5 separate regions of the Mus musculus genome follow, and all the other regions are linked to region 1. The links are chromatin contacts, called in public Hi-C maps. All regions are on one chromosome and are shown on one strand. Each heading gives the region's core, a stretch centred on a gene start, on an enhancer-like site or on the middle of the called end of the contact. The rest is flanking DNA. Distances are from core to core; before and after follow the strand shown.

Region 1 (2,674 bases), core at 71-2,570:
GTTCACCTCAGCATGGGTGACAGGTCACACAGATACTGGGGACCTGGAGCACACTGCATGACATGCAGGCAGCTCAGATTGGAGAGTGTCCTTTCAGGTGGTCTGAGCCTCTTCCAGGTGACCTCTGCTGCTTTTGTGCAGTCTATCTCATGTATGTTCTTTCCAGGCACCTTGGCTGGCCCAAGAGTGTTTTTCAGCAGTCCTTATTGCTTGTATGTGCTTGGGAAGGGATGGGCATAATGATTCTGGTCAGTTTCAGGGACTTTCTGAAGCCATTATGTTTTTTACTTCCTGTGTTTAACAAGCTTTCCTGCAGGATAGAACATTTTACCTTCCTTTATAACATCCTATTATCTGCCTGTAAATATCCTGTATCTTAATGAGCTCCCTGCTTAGGGCATCCTGTTGTTGCATCTCCCTTTTAACATTCTGTGTCTTAAAATATTCTGTTGTTTTGCTTCCCCTTTAACATCCTGTGTCTTAATGAGCCTCACTTAAAAATGGAATGTTTTAATCTAGAAGGAAAGTGCTACACAACCCTATACCACACACATATGTGTCCGTACACACAGAGATGAAACTGGGGGTCACTGATGAGTTGGTGGGAAGAGAGGGAATCTAGCTGATAGAAGATAGGAAGAACCAGCCTAAACGATGTTCTGCCTACGTCAATACCATTTATTGAATTCTCACTTTGTTTCAGGTTCCATGCTGGGCACTTACTGTAAATTGCCTTATCTTCCAGATAAAAGCCAGATCTGCCTTGATTGAATCCCAGATCTGCTTACTTAGTGTTCAGTGTCTAGATTTAGGCATGCTGCAGTTTCTCCTTCTGTAAAACAAAGCTGGTAAAGGGAGCTCTCTCAAGTGACTATGGCTCAGGCTAAGTCTAAGAGGGTGGCTTTTTTTCTTGTTTTACAACTATGTTAATATTTTATTATTATCACAGTCCCCAAAACATTCACATTCTTACCAATGAAGGAAACTGATGCCCATAGAGGTCTGCTGGCCCAAGACCACATATCTTATAAGTGATAGTTCCAGCCTAAGCTAGTTAAATAGTGAAACCTGTGCCCTTTCTACATTCAGAGGAAAAAAAAAAAATAAGCCTAATGGCTAAGCGAGAAGGTAGGCCCCTGGGGCCATAAAGTCATTGGCCAGCACTTTCTGATGTTATCTTGAGCTAGTTGCTTAACTTCTTTCTCAGTGGTGATTTCGACATCTCAAAAAAAATGATCAAACGGGCGGGCGGGCGGGAGAGATTGCTTAGGAGAGATGGCTCAGCAGGCATGGCTTTGATGCCAGACCAGCTGACCTGAGTTTGATCCCTGGGACCAAAGTGGTAAAGAGAACTGAACCTAGCAAGTTGTTGTCTTCTGACCTCTTCACTTGTGCAATAGTATGTACACACACACACACACACACACACACACACACACACACAGAGAGAGAGAGAGAGAGAGAGAGAGAATACATGTAATACAAATAATGATCAAATTTGGCATGTTATATAATACGTTACATAGCCAAACATAGTTAATTTTGCTTCTTATGCTACCAAAGTGCTGAGGTTTTCTTTTTGCTGTCATTGTATTTTGTTTGTTTTGTTTTGTTTTGTTTCATTTTGCTTTTGAGACACAGTCTCTCTATGTGGCCCTGGATGTTCTGGAACTCCCTGTGTAGACCAGAGTGGCCTCAAACCAACAGAGATCCATCTGTCTCTGCCTCCCAAGTGCTGAGATCAAAGGCATGCACCACTATGCCTGTGATCTTGAAGGATATAATGATGAGGAAGGTTGTGGAAACTCTTCCTGGCAGCTTGAGATTAAGGTAGAGACAGAACTGCTGTCTTAGCAGGAAGGCAAGAAAGAAAGAAAAAGAAGGAAGGAAAGAAGGAAGGAAGGAAGGAAGGAAGAAAAGAAGGAAGGAAAGAAGGGAGGGAGGGAGGGAGGGAGGGAGGGAGGGAGGGAGGGAGGGAGATAAATAGCTCACAAGACTGAAAGAGTTCATCATGTGTTTTTACAATTTTAAGGTGTTAGTCACTAGCTCTCACTAATGACACTGATGTTTACTAACTTGACTTCATGATGTAGGCTTTGAACTTTTAATCCATGTTACTGATCAAATTAATATAATATAAATGATGGATATTTTCTAACCTGAAAGGGATAGCATTACTAATTCAGTTGGGACTTTAAAACTTGTCAAAAGCCATTACAACAACTGCCATCCATAGTTCCTTTTCTGTCAAGACGAATCAAGGTAGAAAGGATGCCTAGGTATTCATTAAGAGTTGGTGGCTGAAAACATTATAGTCTGGAGATAGCCATCCCCGTGACCTCTTTTCTTCTTGAGGAGTCATCTCATGGAAGCTGAGACGAGACTGCGGTTTGGACAGGCAAGAAAAACGTGAAGGTACCTGGTGTATTCATAGAAACAAAAACACGTTGAAAGCCTGGCTTACTCTTGTCTCCTGCTCTTCACACACACACACACACACAGACAGACACACACACACCCTCAGAGTCAATTGTCCATTAAGGGCCCTTTAGTGAAACTATGTATGTTGTACATGATCTGTGATGTTTAATGTGACTGATGATCTTTACCTGAAGCAGGCAGAAAGAAAAGCTGGAGTGTGGTGATTGCGGGCAAAGCCCTGTCATTAGGGAGA
Region 2 (2,674 bases), core at 100-2,599, 170 kb after region 1:
CAACAACTTTTGAAGTCGGGGATTATTAAACTCAGAGCCTGGATCCTACTGGCAAGTTCTTTTCCACTGAGCCACCTTGTATCATTCTTATTTTACTTCTGTTATAATCTTGAAGGAAGCCAGAGGCATAATGGCACGTGCTTTTGATCCTAGCACTTGGGAGGCAGAAGCAGGTGAATCTCTGTGAGTTCAAGGAGTTCAAGGCCGGCCTCATGTACATAGCGAGTTTCAGGACAGCGAAGTCTGTGTAGAGAGATTGTGTATCAAATAAAAAATTTAAAAAAAAAAACTAAACAAAGTAATAATTTAAGAAAACTTTGAAGGAACAAGTTACTTTTTCAACAGTATAAGCTAAAAATAATATAAAACAGGAAAGCTGGACATTATGCTAAACATCTGCTATGTGGTGGGATTGGATAAGAATAAGATTTAGTTTAGAGGTAGCTCACAGTTTAGAGGTAACGAGTTTGAGGGAATTTAATCTAAGGTCAGGGCGCCTGGCACCCATGTGGTGCATGTAGACTCACACAGGTCCATATATAAAGGTGAACATACATAAATCTGTTTAAAAAGAGCATAATTTACTTTAAATAAATTTATATTTTCAAAACTTTAAGGAGGAATGGGGAAGTAGTGTAATTGGTAGAGTGCTTGTCTGGGTTCCATTCCTTCCACAGCACTGAATAAACCAGGCATGGTGGTACATACCTGTAATCTTAGCACTCAGAAGCAAAAGGATTGGGAGTTCAAAATAGGCCTTTACTTCATAGCGGATTGGGGCTCAGTTTGAACTATTAAAAAGACTTAAATGGATTGGCTTCTGGAGTTGAAGAGTCTCAGACGTGACCTCAGAATTATTTTAATCCCCCTGCTCCCAACACACACTTCATGGAGGAGAATGTAAGAAGAACTGGGAGACTGGAGAGAAGTGCTCCGTAGACTGTGAACACACAAGTCTATTGCCCTACTATAATCTAAACTCACAAAAGTTGAAGAGATTATTTAAAAACAAATTCCAAGTATTTAGAAAAGAATAGCTTATCACCCAGAGCCAATATGGATTTCTAAGAAACAAGACATGCCAAACTGACCTCATTTTTACTCTCCCCCTACCCCCTGTTTTATAATTGCTTCTAGATTAGAGAATAGTAAAGACATGTTGTATCTTGACTTTAGCAAGCAGTTGACAAATTCTCCTTACTGTCCTTGTCAAAAAGATGATGAAGTGTGGGTAGATTGATTTACAGTTGTTTGCATGCTGAACCCACGCCAACAGGACTCAGGGTTAATCCAAATAATAGCCAGTTGCTTTATTCACTGATTTCTCAATGAGAACTGGTGGTGATTCAGAGTTTGCGTATATTCAGTAACTATGGGTTTGTAGCTGTGAATTCCTGACTAAGGAGTTGTATATTCAAACTTGACCGCCTGGATATTTTTATACAATTAAAATACCAATTACAGACATTCATCTAGCCAAACTATTTGTCTGATGTATATATTTTTAAACTTTATAAACCAGTTTCACTGTTCATATAAAAACCAAAGAATAGAATTCAAAGAGCAAAAAATTTTAAAGCATAGGCTGGCTAGGTAAGAATGTTCACATTATAAAGAATCTTTTGTTTGTATTTGTTTAATAACGTTTACATTAGCCTCAGGGAGATTTTTTTTTCATGCCCTTGAGATGTCAAGGTTCTGTGAATTAACCTGGGGGGAGGTGGGTAGGAGGGGAAGGGAGAGGGGGAGGAGAAGGAGGAGAGGGGAGGAGAGAGAGAGACAGAGACAGAGATCATATATAGATGTGCCTGCATTATATATTATACACCAGGATCATACAGTACCTATAGAAGTCATAAGAGGGCTTAGGGTCAGGAACTGGAATTGCAGGCAGCTGTGTGCCACCATGTGGGTGATTTGCAAGAGCAACAAGTGCTCTTAACTGCTGAGCCATCTCTGTAGGACAACAGTGTCCTTGGGAATTAATATATTTGTTGGCCTTCTGATAATCATTAGTAAACTACCTATTTAAGATTTTTTTAAATTCTTTGAAATTACATAGAAGAAACAATCGCTTTATTCTTTAGAAAGTTCTATTAGTTTCTGGAGACAGGGACGTCCATGGTGAATGGTTTATTTAGAATATTTTATTATCAGTTGTTAATCTTAAATAATGTCAACTCAGTTTTATTAAATTTTCATTATGTCTAATTGACTGGTGCTTACAGTATATTGTCTTGATTGTCAAGAAGCAATGATGGAGGGACTGGAGATTTGTCTCATCAGTTAAAAGCACTTACTGCCTTTGCAGAGTACCCTGGTTTGGTTCCCAACACCTACATGGTGGCTCACAACCATCCATAACTCTAGTTCCAGGAGATCTGAGACCCTCTTTTTGCCTCTTCCAACTCCAGGACACATGTGATGCACATAAATACATACATGCAGACAAAACACTCATACAAATAAAATAAGAACAAAACTTAGAGTTTCTAAAAATGTTTGCAGATATGATTTTCAGTTTTAGTGATGCTAAACACGAATGCTACATTCAGTGTCTAGTTGCACATTTTGTTTAAAATGCATTTTGGATTGCAGTTGTCTCTCATCCTTTTCTTTGTGACTGCCCATACCAGTAGGAGTTGATGGTAAAACCTAGTGTGATTCCAGTTCT
Region 3 (2,674 bases), core at 124-2,623, 160 kb before region 1:
GCTGGACAGGAACGTCTTAGTTTCCTATACGTCTAGTTGTTGGTTGTTGGCAATGTGTGCTGTACAGTTGGAGCACTGTTGAGAAAGTTTCTTCTATGCCTGTGTCCTGAAGTGTTTTGCTTCAGGTCTGGCTCTAAGATCCACTTTGAGTTGATTTTGCACAGGGTTGGAGACGGGGGTCTTAGTCTTTCCTCTCCTTGTGGAAATCGTTTTCTCAGCACAGGTGTTTAGAGGTCTCTTTCCTCCAGTGTATGTTTTTGATACCTTTGTCCAAAGATAGAGAACTGTAGCTTTGTGGGGTGACTTCTGGGACCTCTGTTTGAGCCCCTTGATTGCCAGGGCCACTTTTTGAGCTAGTAACATGCTGTTTTTGTTACCATGATGCTGTAATATGGTTTGATATGGAATATTCCTGATAACTCTAGCATTTTCCACTTTCTGATAAGGATTTGCTTGAGATGTCAGGGTCTTTTGTCCTTGTAGGAAGCTAAACTGCTGGCCTACCAAAAGAATAAGTATAAAATTCTGAAAAAGAAAGCCCCCCCTTTCTCTGTGTTGTTTTGCTTGCTTGGTTACTTGCCTCCCTACCCAAAACAAAAAACAAACAAAACAAAACAAAAAAAAAAACCAAAAAACAAAAAAGGCAAAACAAGACAAAACCTTTCTCAGTTTGGAAGCCTGGTCCCCTTTTCTTTATGTTGAATACTCCCTATTTCCTGGGTCCATCTAGCTTAGAATTTCTTCAGGCTAAAATAACTTGGAGCTCAATTTAAACAATTATTTTTGTAGTCCCCGCCCCCCCCCCCCCCCCAGCCCCCAGCTACTTGTTGAGTAATCCAGGGTGTGTGTTCATGCCCAGGGCCAGGCAGCTGATTAAAAAACCTCTGCAGCATCCCAGGCTCTCCCGAGAAGGGGCCGGCTCACTGCCAAGCTCTCTACACAAGTTAGTCTAACCTGAATTTTGCAGTAGGGGGATGAAGAGGTTGGAATCCGAGATGCAGGGCAAACTGCAGTTTTCCCCTCACGTGTGCTCTTCAGATCCAGATATTAGAATTTAAGAAAGGCAGTGACAAGATCACTGTGGCTCTAATCCTGTCCCTTTAAGAAGCCTGTCATTTAACTCTTGAATACCCCATCAGCAATAGATAAAGGGCGGGTGAAGAAACTGTTGAGGCTCTTTCAAAAGGCGCCTTTTTGTTCCAAGGCATCTTCTTGTTTCCTTCTGTGGAGGCTCTACTACACAGCGGTTTGAACGAGAACTGGCCTCCAGGTGGCGCTTCAGCACAGAGAATGGCGGCAGAGGGCGCTACCCAGGCCACCATTGCTCAGGGATACCCTTACGTAAGGGGATTCACAGGAAATCCGGCTTCTCCGGTTGCACAATGGCGAGAGGCCTGGCCTTTGTCATGGCTCAGGCTGTAACTCAAAATCTGTACGGGGCGGTGCATGGCTCAAAAGTTCTAGAACGCTGCCAGGATGAAGCCCAGGGCAGCTTGGCCTGTTGGGAGGGAGAGGCCAGAGCTCCAGGCTTTGTCCTCGGAGGCCGGAGTCTTGTTCTGGGCTCCTAGCCCAGGATGAGCTCGCAGCTTGGCCCTCAGAGGTCTTCATTTTGATCCAAGGCTGCAGTCTTGCCCGTGTCCTCTCTCTTCCTTGAATCGTTTCCCTTCCCCCTCCTCTTCTCACCCTCTCTCCACACCCCATTCTCACCTTATGCTTTTTTACAAATTGATTGTCCTGTGTGATCTCATTTGCAGCTCCCACTTCCAGGGTAAAGGAGCAGGTTTGGGGCCATCCCTCAGTCCACGGAGAAGGTCCCTCCCATGCTTGTCACCACTAGCAAATACTGAGCGGCTTGGGCAAACATTGAATTCAACTTGGTGGTTCGAGAGCTTGGCACTGAGGAGTGCTCAGAACCATTTCCAGCATGAAGAAATATTTACAGACGGAAGCTGGGTGGAAGAGCAGTGTGTCCCAGGACTGCATTCTAGAGGTCAGGACCCCAGATACTAGAGCCACCGCGAAGCACTAGTTACAGCAGTTAATGTCTAAAGGGAGAAGAACAGCGGCACGCAGAAACCCGGGGACCCAGTCTCGGTGCTTGGCAGACACTATGAAACTTCTCCAGGTTCGGCCCTGGAGTACCTGTCTATAAGGGGACAAGTGACAATATGGTCGAAACAGAATGAATGGTGTGTATGAGAGCTCGTTTAAAGCATGGGGTGGATAGGCATTCTGACTTATCAAAAGCCGCCTTTCCTCACTGAGAATGCCCTGGGGCAGGGAGTGTCCTTGTAGCTTTTACCTATTCTGCCCCCATTGGATATCCGGCCAGCCCTTTCCTTGGTTTTTGTTTGAATGTGCGTGCTTCAGGCATTTGGGACTTGAGGCAGACTGACTAACTCGGTTCCAGTCCCAACTCTACCTTTTACTTGCTGGCTGGTGCTGCATGGGTCATTTAGCCCCTTTATGCCTGCTTCATATCTGTTTGAGTGGTAATATGATAACAACAGTATTAACTACAATTTTAGGAGCTGATACACAGACAAATGTGTGTGTGCGCGCAGGCGACCACTGAGGCCCCTCCCCATGTCTCAGCTGTCTCTCTCTAGTTATCCTGTACTGGAGAACTGGTTTGGTTCACACTGGGGTGGGTGTGGGGGGGTCTCATCAAAAT
Region 4 (2,674 bases), core at 101-2,600, 140 kb before region 1:
TCTATGCTCCTAAAAACACTAGTCCTTGGACCAGGGCCCACCTTTTTAAACTAATTACATTTGCAAAGATCCCCTTTCTGAATGTGGTCACTGACCCAGGTCCTGAACATGCCAGATCCTGCTGAGTGATAAAATTAAAACCACACTACACTGTTTCTTTTTGTTGTTTTTGTGTTTTATTTTGTTTTTTGTTTTTGAGACAGGGTTTTTCTGTGTAGCCCTGGCTGTCTTAGCACTTGCTCTGTAGACCAGGCTGACCTTGAACTCAGAGATCTGCATGCTTTTGCCTCCCAAGTGCAGGGATTAAAGATATGTGCCACTACCCTCTGGGGCCCCATAGAGTATTTCTGTGTCTCCCAAATTTGCTAGCAGAAGGTACCCACTGGAATGATCTGGGGGCAGGGACAGGACTAAGAGCAACGGAAGAGATGAAGGTGAACTTCGGCAGCTTCCACAAATCTCCAAAGGGGGTAGTGAAGGCTCTGAGGAGTCAGCTCTGCCCTCATCTTCCCCTTCCCTCAGAGACAGTTTCAGAACTGGCATCTGATGTGTGAGGTACTTGTGAGTCTTTACCTAAGCCAGCACTTCCAAATAAACGCTGTCAGATCCGCCCATTCGTCATTTATGAGGTGCACGTTCATGCTGCGCTTAACATCCCTGTCCAAGGCAGACCTGTGGTATAATTCACCCCAGTTTTTGAGAGTGTGTGCTCAGAATTCTGCCCAGATTTATCATCAAACAGTTCTGAAAATCCGTGTCTGATGCTGACCAAGGCCTGGCAGGAAGAGTTGCCACAGGCTCTGAGCTCTGGCATTGATCTGTGACTTCCCAGCGGGAGAACTTCAGGGGTGGAAGCCCATAGGCCTGATTGCTTTCTTAGATTAATATTTAATAGGATGACCGCCCCCATCCAGTCTGCCAGACCAGATCAGGGCCACAAGCCAAGGCTTGGCCTTGCTGTGAGCAAGGGCTGTGAGGAAGATTTGGCAAAATTTTAATTAACTGAAGATAAACATACATGGGGAGCCTGAGTCCATTAGCTGTCCGAGCCACCCAGTGAGAAAAGGCCTGGCTAATCACACGGCGCAGCAGGTGAGAAGGCCCGCAGACCTGCAGCGGCCCTGTGCTTTCAAATTAAAAAACATATTTTAAAAATAAATATGCATGGGGGTCCTGGTACATCACACCGTTTCCTCTGAAAAGCGTTTGGGGTGCTAATGAGTGACTGTTTTCCATTTCCCAGCCCAGGAAAGCCAGAAACACATGCTCAGCACAATGGCATTGGAATGGTACTTCCCAGGAGGAGGGTAGACATTGGAAATCCAGCCAAAGGAACCCAAAGTGAAGACCTGTCCTGGAGTCAGGCCTGGGCCAGTGGGGGCCAGGAGAAGCGCAGGTGGGGCAGAGGAGGTGTGCTGTTGCTCGCCTGGCAGCCAGCAAAGTTAGGGTGTGTCTTAGTCAGGGTTTCTATTTCTGCACAAACATCATGACCAAGAAGCAGTTGAAGAGGAAAGGGTTTATTCGGCTTACACTTTCACATTGCTGTTCGTCACCAAAGGAAGTCAGGACTGGAACTCAAACAGGTCAGGAAGCAGGAGCTGATGCAGAGGCCATGGAGGGATGTTCTTTACTGGCTTGCCTCCCCTGGCTTGCTCAGCCTGCTCTCTTATAGAACTAAGACTACCAGCCCGGAGATGGTTCCACCTACAAGGGGCCTTTCCCCCTTGATCACTAGTTGAGAAAATGCCTTACAGCTGGATCTCATGGAGGCATTTCCTCAACTGAAGCTCCTTTCTCTGTGATAACTCCAGCTGTGTCAAGTTGACACAAAACTAGCCAGTACAATTGACCCCTTGTCAACTTGACACACAAACACATCACTAGTAAGCCTCAACTCTTAGTTTTTATTCATCCCCAAGATCTTAAATAACTTTAAAAGTCCCACAGTCTTTACATAAAATTCAAAGTATTTTAAAATTCAAAGTCTCTTAACTGTGGGCTTCACTAAAAAACTTCCTTCAAGAGGGAAAAATATCAGGGCACAGTCACAATCAAAAGCAAAAATCAATCTCCAACCATCCAACGTCTGGGATTCAACTCACGATCTTCTGGGCTCCTCCAAGGGCTTGGGTCACTTCTCCAGCCATGCCCTTTGTAGCACACATGTTGTCTTCTAGGCTCCCGCTGCCTGTACTTCACTGCTGCTGCTGTTCTTGTTAGTCATCTCATAGTACTGGCATCGCCAAATGCTGCTGTCTTCCAATGTAACTTGGCTTCAACAATAGCCTCTCATAGGCTCTCTTCATGGTGCCAAGCCTCAACTCCCTTGCATGATCCCTTCAGTCCTGGGCCATCAATTGCAACTGGGACTGCACCTTCACCAATGGCCTTCCATGGCCTCTCACAGTGCCAAACCTCAGCTGCTCTGCATGACCCCTACATGCCTTCAAAACCAGTACCACCTGGGTGACCCTTACACATTACCAAGTCCCACTGCAGCTGGAGTACAACCTTGGCTATCTCTGGAACACAGCCTCTTTGTGCTTTCAGAAAACACTTCCCAGAAGATGTCACCTCAACCATGCTGGTCTCTTCTTAATCACCGCTAATTTCTTAGCTCCAGTTAACCAGCATCAATAGTCCCAGTAATGCAAAGGTTTTGCCTTAGTAGTTC
Region 5 (2,674 bases), core at 124-2,623, 140 kb after region 1:
AATATTGTAGAATATATTAATCTATGTATATTGAAGCTTTTATGGCAGGTATTATAGATCTTATAATGATAAGTAAGATGTATAAATTCTGTCTTAATGAATCCAAATATCATAATAGTTATGTAAAATATTATGTAATAATTCTGTAATAAAACAATCATGTGAATTCTGTGAAGGAAATAGAGTGTTTTAACGAGGTAAAAGAGGACAGAAGTAGGAACAAGAGTAGATGTCCCTAAAGCATTATGGACAGAGGATTGTTGTGTGCCCTGAAAGCTATACTAATTTGGGCTTAAGAAAGCTCGTTCTGGCTGCTGTGTGGGAATTTGACTATAGGGGGTAGGGAAAAGCAAGGAGGACTATCTTACTCTACTAAGAGACGATGATAGTTGATTAGTACAGTAGTAACGAAATTATCAAGAAGAGAGTCCAGTGTCATATTTCAAAGATAGAGCTTAAGAATCATGAGAAAGACAATGAAGATATTTAAATTAGGTCCAATTTAGAGTCACAGAAAACAAATATTTTATAATTTGAGTGTATTTTCAATATTCTGCAAAACCCTTTAATTGAGGGTACTAAAAAACCAGGAAATTTAAAAAGAAGGCTAGTGACCAAGACTTTTCTTTTTAAAACTTGTTCAAGCTTTATGGTCCCTTCCCCTCTCCTGCTTCAAATAATTGTTTATTACCCCAATTATTTTGGTTTTTATATTTTCTTAGGGCTTGCTTTGGCGCTCACAAAAAGGATTTTTTTAGCCCCATATAAATTATTGTTTTAAGTATTTTAATATATTAAACATTTTCATCTTCAAATGGTCCTATAAGATAGCAAAAAGTGTTTTTCCCTGTTTTGCACATGAGGAGACTACTAGCACCTTTATAACTTCAGATGAAGAGGCTAACTCTTCATTTCAGGACAACAGACCTTATTATTCTCTCTTCTACTTTTTGAGGAAACAACCCTCTAGCACATGTGGGTTACAAGGATCAAGCTCAGGTCTTCAGGCTTAGCAGCAAGGACCTTTACAGCCATTTTCCTAATGTCAGTTCTTCCTCAACTCTTGTGAATTTGTGAAAAGATATGTTAAAAAGAAAAGAAATATGGCATGCAAACATGGAGTGTCCATTGCAATATTTTGTTAAAAGGAAAGAAAGACAAAGATAGATTTAATGAGGTGATGGGAAGAAAACTTAAGGGTAACCACTTTTCTTTTAAAGTTTTCATGTCAGTGTTTTAACCCCTTTGGTCAAACATTTGCAATCCAGGGCATCTGGCCAGCCTGGCTGTTTTTCTCCGCAGGCTCCAAAGTCCTCCAAGGTGATAAGTAAATACACCGTGAAGCTGCCACGGCTCGCCCTGTTTAACTGAACTGGAGAGGACTGTTACAGTTCCCAGTCAGCTGCACTAATTTCTGATAACTGGAGGTGTGAGAAACACAGCTGCTCATCTACCATTTAGAAGGTTGGCAATGGGAGCATAGTGAGTGCTGATGCACCCTTGTTCCTTTCATCATGGACAAATAAACATGAAATTCTTTTCCTTCTTCCTTTTAATAGACCTGTGTCACATTTTATTGTATGCAGAAAGTATATTCTGTAGTGCAAAAGTGAAGCCACACCTAGGATCAGAGCAGAAGGAAATAAATAAGCTGTATTGATCTGTCCTTATCCTACATTGATCCTTCCTACTGAGAAAATGATTGATTTTTTAATTTTAATTTTTTGAGAAAACACCCTTCAAGATTCCTTGTTGGATGCTGTCACTGCTATTTTGAAACAGGAAAACTATTATGCATAAGTTATGTGGAGAACATTTTTAAAATTTTTTCTCTTAAAAATGAATGGGAGGAAATTACACAAATGAATGAATTATAGTATTATTTAGAAGCTATTCCATTTTCACTTAAGCAATCCTAAGATTACACTAGAGAGTCTTTGTGAAGTTTTATTATTATTACTATTAATTATTATAATTGCTTGCATATTTACCAAAATTCTCTGACAAAAGGATTTTTATTGTCAAATTGTTATTTTAAGATCTAGATTTTTTTCTAGCCCCTAAACATCAAAATCACATACAAATTTAAAACTATTTAAGAATATTTACTAGTAACCCTAAAATGGCTAATGCCATTATTATTTTTATTTTCTTATAATTCCTTTTACTGCAATTAGGCTAAATTTTTATTTCCCATTACCAGTGAATACTATTCAATTATCTTTTCATATGAAGAATGTAATTTTACTCATGCTGTTTCTATGGCATCATAATGAAGTTCTACCATAAAATTAATTTTTAGAAATTGTCTATTGTGTTTTCTATATTATTGTTTTATTAGAACTGTGGTTTTTTATTTCTCAATGTGAAAAATGCAGTTTTTTTTTTAAATCAAACATTTTAGGGCTTGAGGGGTAGCTCATGGGTAAAGTGCTTGCTGTAAAAGGGGCCTGAGTTTTATCACCAGCACCCATATAAAAGGTGGGAGTAGTAGCATGTCTGTGGCTCTGGCCCTGGGAGAGTAAAGACAACAGAGATTTCTGCTCAGCTAGTCAAGCTGAATTGGCAAATCCAGATTCGGTGAGAGTCTCTAACTTGAAATGGAAGGTGGCAAGCCATAGAGGCAGATACCTGGCATTGATCTCTGGCCTCCACATGTGGATATGCTCACACC

What was found. Hi-C and Micro-C count contacts between places; a contact is called where the count stands out from the background.
Region 2: a contact with region 1 is called in a Hi-C map of liver, with 2.6 times the contacts expected there. The contact joins two enhancer-like sites. A contact is called at or near these places in 5 of 39 promoter capture datasets (the HPC-7 cell line, cranial neural crest, embryonic stem cells and 2 more), 1 of 15 datasets of contacts at CTCF or cohesin (the NIH/3T3 cell line), 4 of 484 Hi-C or Micro-C datasets (embryonic fibroblasts and liver) and 1 of 115 datasets of contacts at active chromatin or transcription factors (pancreatic cancer cells).
Region 3: a Hi-C map of liver shows a contact between it and region 1, with 3 times the contacts expected there. The contact joins two enhancer-like sites. A contact is called at or near these places in 1 of 39 promoter capture datasets (liver), 2 of 15 datasets of contacts at CTCF or cohesin (the NIH/3T3 cell line and large pre-B cells), 20 of 484 Hi-C or Micro-C datasets (the MC3T3-E1 cell line, cortical neurons, embryonic stem cells and 6 more), 7 of 115 datasets of contacts at active chromatin or transcription factors (embryonic stem cells, epiblast stem cells, extraembryonic endoderm stem cells and 3 more) and 2 of 9 other capture datasets (embryonic stem cells and liver).
Region 4: a contact with region 1 is called in a Hi-C map of liver, with 3 times the contacts expected there. The contact joins two enhancer-like sites. A contact is called at or near these places in 10 of 484 Hi-C or Micro-C datasets (cortical neurons, embryonic stem cells, liver and 2 more) and 5 of 115 datasets of contacts at active chromatin or transcription factors (embryonic stem cells, epiblast stem cells, extraembryonic endoderm stem cells and 1 more).
Region 5: a Hi-C map of liver shows a contact between it and region 1, with 2.4 times the contacts expected there. The contact joins two enhancer-like sites. A contact is called at or near these places in 1 of 15 datasets of contacts at CTCF or cohesin (the NIH/3T3 cell line), 6 of 484 Hi-C or Micro-C datasets (bone marrow-derived macrophages, liver, natural killer cells and 1 more) and 1 of 115 datasets of contacts at active chromatin or transcription factors (pancreatic cancer cells).

The regions. Positions count from the first base shown.
Region 1 is chr3:104,278,292-104,280,965 of GRCm38.p6, reverse strand. No RefSeq gene overlaps it. Among named protein-coding and RNA genes, the nearest start is that of Magi3, 59 kb to the right of the region's middle. Within about 2 kb of position 1,320, at least 15 of the 459 cell types and tissues checked have an H3K27ac peak or open chromatin away from gene starts, as enhancers often do. A contact at or near this core is called in liver, where this site is marked.
Region 2 is chr3:104,108,281-104,110,954 of GRCm38.p6, reverse strand. The region is part of intron 1 of Magi3 (membrane associated guanylate kinase, WW and PDZ domain containing 3); the gene reads left to right. Among named protein-coding and RNA genes, the nearest start is that of Magi3, 110 kb to the left of the region's middle. Within about 2 kb of position 1,349, at least 10 of the 459 cell types and tissues checked have an H3K27ac peak or open chromatin away from gene starts, as enhancers often do. A contact at or near this core is called in liver, where this site is marked.
Region 3 is chr3:104,440,815-104,443,488 of GRCm38.p6, reverse strand. No RefSeq gene overlaps it. Among named protein-coding and RNA genes, the nearest start is that of Gm38412, 33 kb to the right of the region's middle. Within about 2 kb of position 1,373, at least 210 of the 459 cell types and tissues checked have an H3K27ac peak or open chromatin away from gene starts, as enhancers often do. A contact at or near this core is called in liver, where this site is marked.
Region 4 is chr3:104,422,832-104,425,505 of GRCm38.p6, reverse strand. No RefSeq gene overlaps it. Among named protein-coding and RNA genes, the nearest start is that of Gm38412, 15 kb to the right of the region's middle. Within about 2 kb of position 1,350, at least 13 of the 459 cell types and tissues checked have an H3K27ac peak or open chromatin away from gene starts, as enhancers often do. A contact at or near this core is called in liver, where this site is marked.
Region 5 is chr3:104,141,255-104,143,928 of GRCm38.p6, reverse strand. All of the region lies in intron 1 of Magi3 (membrane associated guanylate kinase, WW and PDZ domain containing 3), which reads left to right. Among named protein-coding and RNA genes, the nearest start is that of Magi3, 78 kb to the left of the region's middle. Within about 2 kb of position 1,373, at least 25 of the 459 cell types and tissues checked have an H3K27ac peak or open chromatin away from gene starts, as enhancers often do. A contact at or near this core is called in liver, where this site is marked.